Regions from separate parts of the Mus musculus genome. Here region 1 is linked to region 2. Evidence: chromatin contacts called from public Hi-C data. All regions are on one chromosome and are shown on one strand. Each heading gives the region's core, a stretch centred on a gene start, on an enhancer-like site or on the middle of the called end of the contact. The rest is flanking DNA. Distances are from core to core; before and after follow the strand shown. Region 1 overlaps Prkcb (protein kinase C, beta). Region 2 overlaps Prkcb (protein kinase C, beta).

The links. A called contact is a pair of places that touch in the nucleus more often than the background predicts.
Region 1: a contact with region 2 is called in a Hi-C map of the N1E-115 cell line, with 2.4 times the contacts expected there. The contact joins two enhancer-like sites. A contact is called at or near these places in 4 of 484 Hi-C or Micro-C datasets (the HPC-7 cell line, the N1E-115 cell line, embryonic fibroblasts and 1 more), 1 of 115 datasets of contacts at active chromatin or transcription factors (embryonic basal ganglia) and 3 of 9 other capture datasets (adipose tissue, embryonic stem cells and liver).

Annotation. Positions count from the first base shown.
Region 1 is chr7:122,598,540-122,602,958 of GRCm38.p6, reverse strand. Prkcb (protein kinase C, beta) reads right to left here. Exons shown (of 17, transcript NM_008855.2): 16 at 2,129-2,269. Among named protein-coding and RNA genes, the nearest start is that of Cacng3, 71 kb to the left of the region's middle. Within about 2 kb of position 2,113, at least 5 of the 459 cell types and tissues checked have an H3K27ac peak or open chromatin away from gene starts, as enhancers often do. A contact at or near this core is called in the N1E-115 cell line, where this site is marked.
Region 2 is chr7:122,496,894-122,501,081 of GRCm38.p6, reverse strand. All of the region lies in intron 5 of Prkcb (protein kinase C, beta), which reads right to left. Among named protein-coding and RNA genes, the nearest start is that of Cacng3, 170 kb to the left of the region's middle. Within about 2 kb of position 2,406, at least 14 of the 459 cell types and tissues checked have an H3K27ac peak or open chromatin away from gene starts, as enhancers often do. A contact at or near this core is called in the N1E-115 cell line, where this site is marked.

The DNA of each region.
Region 1 (4,419 bases), core at 864-3,363, 100 kb before region 2:
ACACACACGCATACACCTATGCATAAACATGCATAAATACATACAGGCACACACATACACACATATGCACACATACATGTGCACACCTCAGCATTTAAACAAACACGCCCACACTCACACACATATGCGCGCGCACACACACACATACACACATATACTCTAGTGGGTCATTGTCTTACCTCTGAGTCATCAGTTTCCAGAACAAAGAGCCTGCTCATCCCTTCCAAGTTACCTTTTGATTTATTCCCAAAGGGTTCAGTAAAGGCAACTGTACTGCCAAGGACACGTAGCTCCATCCTCTCCAGCACCGAGCACAGACACTTCCTTTAAGAAACAGTACTTCTAACTTGGCCCTTCAAAGACCCTAAACCCAAAACACTAACCACTCAATGACATCACTGACCACCATAATCAACACTCCTTGAGAATTTGTCATGAACTAAGCTCCTCCCAAGTGCTTTCTCTTTCACACTGATCCTCTGATGCAGAAACCATTACCTTGCTACAATACAGAGATGAAAAAGTAATTAGGTCAGAGACTAGTCAAAGCGCACAGGCTCTGTAATAGTCAAGCGACAGAGTCTACTTGCTGATGGTCAGATGCTATTAGGAATGCCATGCTCCAGCCTGTGTCTTTGTTTTAAGATGAATGATAATGACACTCAAAAGTGATGTCATATGGTTGTGCTCTCAGGAGGGGTTTAAACCAGATATAATCCCACACATTTCCAGAAGGATCCAGAGAGAGTGTGTCTCTGCTGGACTTTCTAGGAAGATTGATTTGGTATTAATCTGGAATGTTCAACAGCAGAACTGGCTTGTCCATTGGAGCTGGCTTCTTAGCACTCAGATATATCCAGAATGAGGCTCAGCAGGGGTGCAGCAGAGATGGGGCAGTTCTGCAGAGTGCTGAGAATCACCTGAGAGATTTTCTCATACTCCTGTCCTTTTCCCTGGACATAGAAAGCTTCCAATGGAGTGGGACTCTTCACAACATGGATTCTCCCTTCACCCCATACCTCAGCCGCTGGGTGACTGGTCAAAGTGCCTGAACCTCTCTAAGTCTCCCCTTTCATCTCCCACATGCCAGAATAATAGCTCCCACCTTGTACACTGTTGTGAGGGTTTAATTAGATGCTGTAAATGAAATGCTCAACATGGCACCTAGCACATAATAAATGCTCATGAAATGAACAATTATCGCACCAAAATAGCTATCATCATCACCTTTCTCTTCTGAACACTGATACCCTCACGACTTCAAGTTTCAATCACAATGTTTATGTTCCCTTTACAGCCTCAGTCAGTAGTTTCACAACACATAATAAAGTCACCAGGTCTGGGCTGTACTTAACATCAACAAAGAAACATCCACCTTATAAAATCACCATTCTAATTCACCCAGGCACAAACTCCCCCTCCTCCCCCTTGCAAGAAGCTGGCAAGGACCCTGCTGGGTCTTTAGGGCTGCAATTTTTTCCCCCAGCAACTGTAGGGGAATGGGAAGCATTTATTCTGACATCACAACAATGATATACTTGTCTACACCCCAACCTCATGGAGGTCTGCGGGTCTGACTCTTTCTTCTTGACCTGGGGAAAGGGCTGGCTGGTGAACCATTCTCAGTTACGGACTCAGAGGTAGTACTGTAGGTTTCAGAATTCAATTTAAATACCATTGAGATAAACAACATGACCTTTTCAATGTCAATCTGAAGAGAAAATGACACAGTTGAACTGAGGAAGGAAGGAGGGCAAAATTAGATTCTTCATCACAATTCAGAAGTTAAGTCTGGACTCTGCTCACCCAGGAACCATCCCCTCCATCCCTCCTACCCCTCCCCCTCCCCCAAGGTGGCGGCTCAGACAGTTACAGTAATTGAATCAAAGCAGCAGCAGCAGCAGCAACAGCTCCATATCAATTGTCTCTCCCTTACGTACAGGGGCCTGGCTTTGCAATAATTGCCGTTTGGTATCCAGGGGCTTGGCGCACACAGGGAGAGGTAGCTACAGACATATTCAGGTCGATGCTTTGATGTCCACACCTCTAGAGCATTCAGAGCATGCACACACCAAAGAAAGAGCGTGTTGTGTCCAAGGAGCGGCCAGCCGCGGAGAGGTCTACTTACAGCTTTTGGTTTATAAGGTGGCTGAATCTCCTTGCGTTCGAGTTTCTCCCAGTCAATATACCGGAAAAACGCATGCTCCTTAATGTCTCGTTCCCCTTCAGGCCCACAACCCAGGCGCTTGCCTGGGTGTTTGGTCATTAGCTAAAAAGGAAAGAAAAGCATTGAGCAGATTGTAGACCAGGAAATGAGTGCTGCTGAGATATTATTATTCCAATGACTTAGCAAAGTCAGGGCAGACTGTCAACCAACCAGTCTTACTGTCTGAGTTTCTTCCCAGGGACAGTTTTTTAGCCAGATCTCTGTAGGAGCAAAGACCAAAATGATACCCACCCCAGAGCAAAGTCCCTCAGGGAGAATCAAACTAAACCTCAAATATGGCCTTGAGCGTCACATTAAAAATGTCACAGCCTGTCATTTGGGTTCAAGAATGAGCATTATGTAATTACTGGTGCCCCCAGTGGGGCCAGTTTCTACATGTTCAAACCCCTTTCTCCTGTCGTAAGGAACGCTGACATTTGACCAACTCGAAGGATATGTTCATTCAGATGCCATTTGCATTTCTCAGCAAAGCACTTGTGAAAATTAAAAAAGAAGAAGAAGAAGAAAAATATTAGTCAAATGGACCCAAGTTTCAAGTAATTACTTTCAGAAAGCTCATTAAATAGTCCAAAGCTAGCCCAGCTCGTTCCCTGTATCAAAGCTCCCTCCGCTCTGCTGAGGTTTCTCTGGTGTTCTGTTTAAATTACTTAATTATCAAAACCCTCCATCTTTGGGTCTGTGAGCCAGTGCTAAAAAACAAGATGAATAGATATGCTCTGAAGTGTAGCCACCAAATAGGCTTGGTCTTAGAAATGAACCTAAAGTAGCAACGAGGATCTCTGATCGCAAGATGCTAGCATGTGAACAGAGAGGAAATCTGGGGGAGTTGCTGATTCAGAAAGAGAAGGACGAGGGCAAAGGAACAGGAAAGAATGAACTGTGGAGCTGACTCCACGCCTCCAGTTTTACCTAGGACTGGCTGACAGTGGGTAAAGGCAGAACCCAGCAGTTCAGCAGTGCATTTGACATGAATTCTGCTTACAGGATGCCCCGTGGACCCCGCCACAGGCACACGCTTTCTGTGTGTGCTTTATCTTCCAAGGAGTCAAAGTCCCACAAACTCAGTGTTCTCTGCTCCTTCTTTTCTTACAGGCATGACTCTACCCGACTGTCACAGTAACCCAAGGAGGGGAGTCTATTTCTTTTCCCTCTTGAAATGGTGAAGCAAATGATACTCGGAGAACTCAGACAAACACAAGGACTTATAGTTACAGGTGAGATTCACTTAGCCTAGCTCCAAAATTTTGGCTTTTAAGAGAAATAGGAGCCAGGAGGTGTAGTATATGCTTGTATTCCTAGCACTTCATAAGCTGAGACAGGAGGATTGCTATTAGGAGATTCTGTATCAAACTGAGAGAGGGAGAGAGAGAGAGAGAGAGAGAGAGAGAGAGAGAGAGAGAGAGAGAGAGAGAGAGAGAGAGAGATAGATAGATCTGTGTCAGGTCCAAAAGAAACCCAACCTGACACAAAATGGCCAACTGTGATACCTCTTAGCATACAGAGCACATGGCACGTGCTGGCCTCCAGGCTCCGTCAGTATCTGCACTTCTCACCTTGCCCTTCTTCTCCAGCTCACGAGCTTTCTCCCCCAGCTTCTGATTCCTATGCAACCCTGCTGTGTCAACTCTGGGCCCTTTTCGCCCCCTTTCTCTTGGTCACCTTTGACCACACGCTCTTCTCTTCCTGCCTCCCCCTCTCTCTCCTCTCTGGCCCAGTTCAGGCTGCTGCCCATGGTCAGTGCACTACTTTCTCTCCTTGCTCGGGACTCTTCCAGATGCCTCTGGCTGTGCTCTCCCTCGTATCTACAATAAAAACTTCTCCTCAGCCACACCTCGGAACAGTCTTGTCTCCACTTTATACACTCTGCATGTGGTTTTCTCAGAGATATCTGTGGTCTCGCTTGGTCAGGAAAAGTCAATGGTGGGCAAGGAAATTAGGTCAAACCCTGACCTTTGTGTGTCTAGGACAGTGATTCTCAATCTTCCTAACGTTACAACTCTATAATACAGTTCCTCATGTTGTGGTGACCCACAACCATAAAACTATTTTTATTGTTTCTTTATAACTGTAATTTTGCTACTGTTATGAATCATAATGTAAATATCTGTGGTTTTTCAATGGCCTTGGGTGACCCCCCTATGAAAGGGTGGTTCAACCCCCAAGGGAGTCATGATCCTCAGGTTGAGAACTGC
Region 2 (4,188 bases), core at 1,157-3,656:
ATTGGAAGTCATGGTTATTTTATAACTGAATACACCTAGTGTTAACTGTCTTAGGCACAAGTGCCCCCGATAACTGAAGGGACCTGCGATTCTCAGGGTTACTCTATATCTACTATGACCCCAGACTGTCACAGTCGGAGCCCATAGGTCCCTCCTCATCCTAGGAAGCATTTGAGCAAGTGCCCACTGAGGTCTCCAGCCCAGTCTCCTTATGCCTCGAAGTTCCCAGGAGTGAGAACAATTCCCTGACTGGGTCCTTCTAGGATATAATGTTTGTCACTTTGAATAGGACAGAGCATGTGAGGCTAAATGGAGACAAAAGAGAAACTTGTCAGACCAGAGAACCCCTCCCCATGAACATCTGTTCCCTAGGCTAGCCCTGAGGGTCTTTCTGTATACTGAGGACATCTGTTCTGGGAATTGAGCAGACAAAAAGTCAGCTTTGCCTCTTCTTGTTTAGAGAACGCCTCCCTCCTGTCCCCTGTTGAGGGAGAACAGGGACAAACAAGACTTAATGCTTCCTCATTCACACCCTCAAGAAAGGAACCAAGATGAGGTGCCCATGAGGCCCTGTCTTTGCCTAGGTCCTGAGTAGATGTAGCAAGCAGCCCCCAGTCCCTTCGCTGCAGAGGCAGATGACATGGCTCTGGGCTCTGTTTCGAATGTGATTATTTCTAAAGATGTGACATAAATACTAACATGGGGTCCCTGGAGCTGCAGAGTTGCTACTTGGCAGCTTAATTTGGACATTCAATCAAAACTGTTCACAGTAGCTTTGCACAGCCCAAGCAGCAAAAGCCAGAAGCCACACAATCTGCTCACTGTGATCACTAAGTGATGGGTTTAATTTCCAGACACTTGGGACAGAAGCCTCCCCAGCTCTGAGGAAGGCAGTCTTGCTTCCCTTCTCTGGAGAAACAGTGCATATTTTCTCATTTCTTCAATGGGCTCCCCGTTTTGATAGAAGAGTCCTATCTACATTAACCACATCACTGAGTCATGGAACTCAAAGGATTTTTGAGAACCTGACAGCCACATGCTCAAGTCATGTTCCCCAGGCAGTCGGAGGAAAGAGCTGTCACAGGAAGATAAGTTTTCTGTTTCTTCTACTGTTGTACAGAGGCGATGGGGTAAGAAACAATCTGTTGAAGGAGTCCCAGCAGAGAAATGTCTCCGTGTTATATACTGTCAAATATCCTCGGTAGCGCAGAAGCCATGAAAAAGAGGGAAATGTTCCTGGTAAACCCATTTATCATAAATGCATGACAGAGCGATAGTTAGATGTTGGGGCTGTGTGTGTGCATGGATCAATGGGTAAATGGACAGATGGACAGATGGGTAGGAAGACAGACCAGTGGCTGGGTGGCTGGGTGGGTAGATAGGTAGAGTGATAGATGTTTGCACAGATGGATGTACATATGAATGGCTCAGTGTTTGCATGATGGATGGGTTGATAGCTGAATGGGTAGATACATGGAGGGATGGGTGGGTGATTGGATGGAAGAATGAATCAATAAGTAGATGAGTATATGGATAGGTGAATGGGTGGGTGGGGGGGTGGATGGATGGATGGATCGATGGACAGACAGATGGATAGATAAGTACATGACAGAGGAACATGTGTGGATGATAAAGTAAAGAGCCTAGTCTAAGGGAAGTTGCCATTCCCATTGTCTAATTTTCTGAGCTGTTCATATCTCAAAGCCATTCATGATTAGCACCTTTTGAACTCTCCCCACACGGCCCCTATTCTTTGCCACTGGACATACACACATGTGCAGAGATACACATGTTTCATTCAAAAGACACTTCCAAACCACTCAAGCAAAGAGTTAAGATACCATCTGGCCATGTCATCCTCATCATTGCAAGAGGATTCTGGGGAACCTCTGACATACCTAGGCATTTAGACACTGAGCTCTGGGGATGTCTATGATGTGGGAGCATCCTGGGAAAACTGGTGGGACTTCAAGAACAGCCACCCCAAGAAGGTCACAGCTACTTGCTACCTACTGGAGAAATACTGGTGGTGGTTTTTGGAAGAATGCCTAACCAGACACTGATATAAATCTGATGCTCATCTCCAAAAAGCTTGCATGGCAGAGATAAAGTGCATTCTAGCACAGACCCCACCCCCATCCCTGCCTGGCTAGAATGCTCAGAAGGAAAGGGATGCCCTGCAGAGCCGACCCACCTGAGATACCATCTCTGGCTCACAGAGAGCAAGCCCTAGGATGTTTCTTCCTTCAGCACACAGTGACTCTATATATAATAGGCTATGGCTTTAAATGATTTGTTTCCCCAATTCCCACTTTACTGGATTTTGTCACTTGTGCCCCGAGGCTCTTCCCGCCACCCAGGCCCTGCAGCTAGACATGAGTCATCTCCTCTTGCCTCAGGGAGAGAGTTGTCAGGTGTGACGGAAGAACAAAGGCAGCAAATCCTTGACTTTTTGGTCCTCAAAGCTTCTGTCCCCTCCTTCTTCCCCAGCCACGGCTCAGAAGGTGAACTGCAGGGTGACAGGGAGCGACAGTCCCTTCTCTGCTCTGTGATGCACCCCTCTGGTGCCCAAGCTCTGACTTATACTTGCTTTCAGCACTGGCTTCCACTGCAGCAGCTGCAGGGCTGGGGATGGAGCTGGGTTAGGAAGGTGCCTGCCTAACAAGTCCCTAGCATGAAGGAGGTGTGGTGGTGCACACCTGAATTCCCAGCACCTGGGAGGGAGAGGCAGGGGGATGGGGAGTTCAAGGCTATCCTGACTACAAGAGTAAGTTGGAGGCCAGCCTGGGAACACCTGAGTCTCAAAACAAAAACAAACACAAAAATCCACAGCGAGCTCCCATGCACACCTTGCCCTAATACAAAACCCCAGGACTGGTCCCAGACGCTCAGTCCTAGAGAGAGGCTGGATCCAAACCTGACAGGGGCAGAGCTAGAGCAAACAGCCGAGACGTGTACTTTCCTATGTGTGATGAAAGATCCTCTCTCTCCCAGCCCATAGACTGAGAAGTGGTTTCTCCATCTATTGTCCACAAAACTGCAGCAGGCTAATAGGCAACAGACACCACCCAGACCTCTTGAAGTAAAGACCAAACTGAGTGTTCCGTTACTGTAACAAAACTTCCAGCTTATTCTGAGGCTCCTGAGGTATGAGAACCACCACTTTTGGCCAGCGCTGTCTGACAGAACTTACTGGAAGAATGGAAATGTGTGCTCTCCCTGCTAGCAGCCCCTGGTCACTGGCTGCTGAGGATGTGAAGTCTGGCTATTGTACAGGAAGAACTGAATTCTTTACTTTTCATTTAATTCTCATTGATTCCTATTTAAATGATCCCATGTGGCTGGTGGCTGCCATGTTGTACTGAGCGGCTGGAACACTTACGTCAGTCTCCTGCCTGACAGACCTACCTCAGTACCCTCTTCTTGCAGGTCAGCCTACGAGCTGCAGACAAATTAATCTTCTCGGAGCATAGATCTTATCATGTCGTCCCTGAGCCTGAAACACTCTCAGTGACTCACCATCCCTTTCTGAGTCGAACGAAGTCCATTTCCTTCTGTTCTTTTTTTTAATAAGACTAAAAATGACTTATCTCAGAATATGATTTTTTAAAAAGACTAAATAATTGTAATACATGACGATGAGTGAGCTCCTGTAAAAGACTTGTACTGAACGCAGGTTATACATGAATCTCATTTAATCCTCACCAAAACCTTATGATATACATATAGGGCTCTCTCTCCACTTCACTTATGTGAAAACTGAGCTGAGGAGGTTGAACGATGCATCTGACATCCCATAGCTGTCAATAGAAGAGCAGGATTGGAACCCATGCCAGTGCTGGGGACGATGGTGAGCTCTGTAGTTTAAGGAACTTCAAGTTCAAGGATAGCATGGTCTACTTGGTGACAACCAGTCTCAAACACCATGACTATACAACTATCTCTAAGACATCCCCCTAATCCTGGCAGGTTTTCCTGGGTCAAGTTTGATGTTGAATGTGCCCTCTCTTGGTTCGTCAGTGGTTGCATTCCCATGGAAGCAGCTTCTAGGGCTCCGTGAAACATGGGCACACTTGTTCTTTTGAAGTGAACAAGCGAAAGCTGTCATCAGATGTCTTGGATGCCTCTGGGTAAAGATTAACATATTTATCCCCAAAATAGCATATCTTTGCATCTCAGATGGTATAT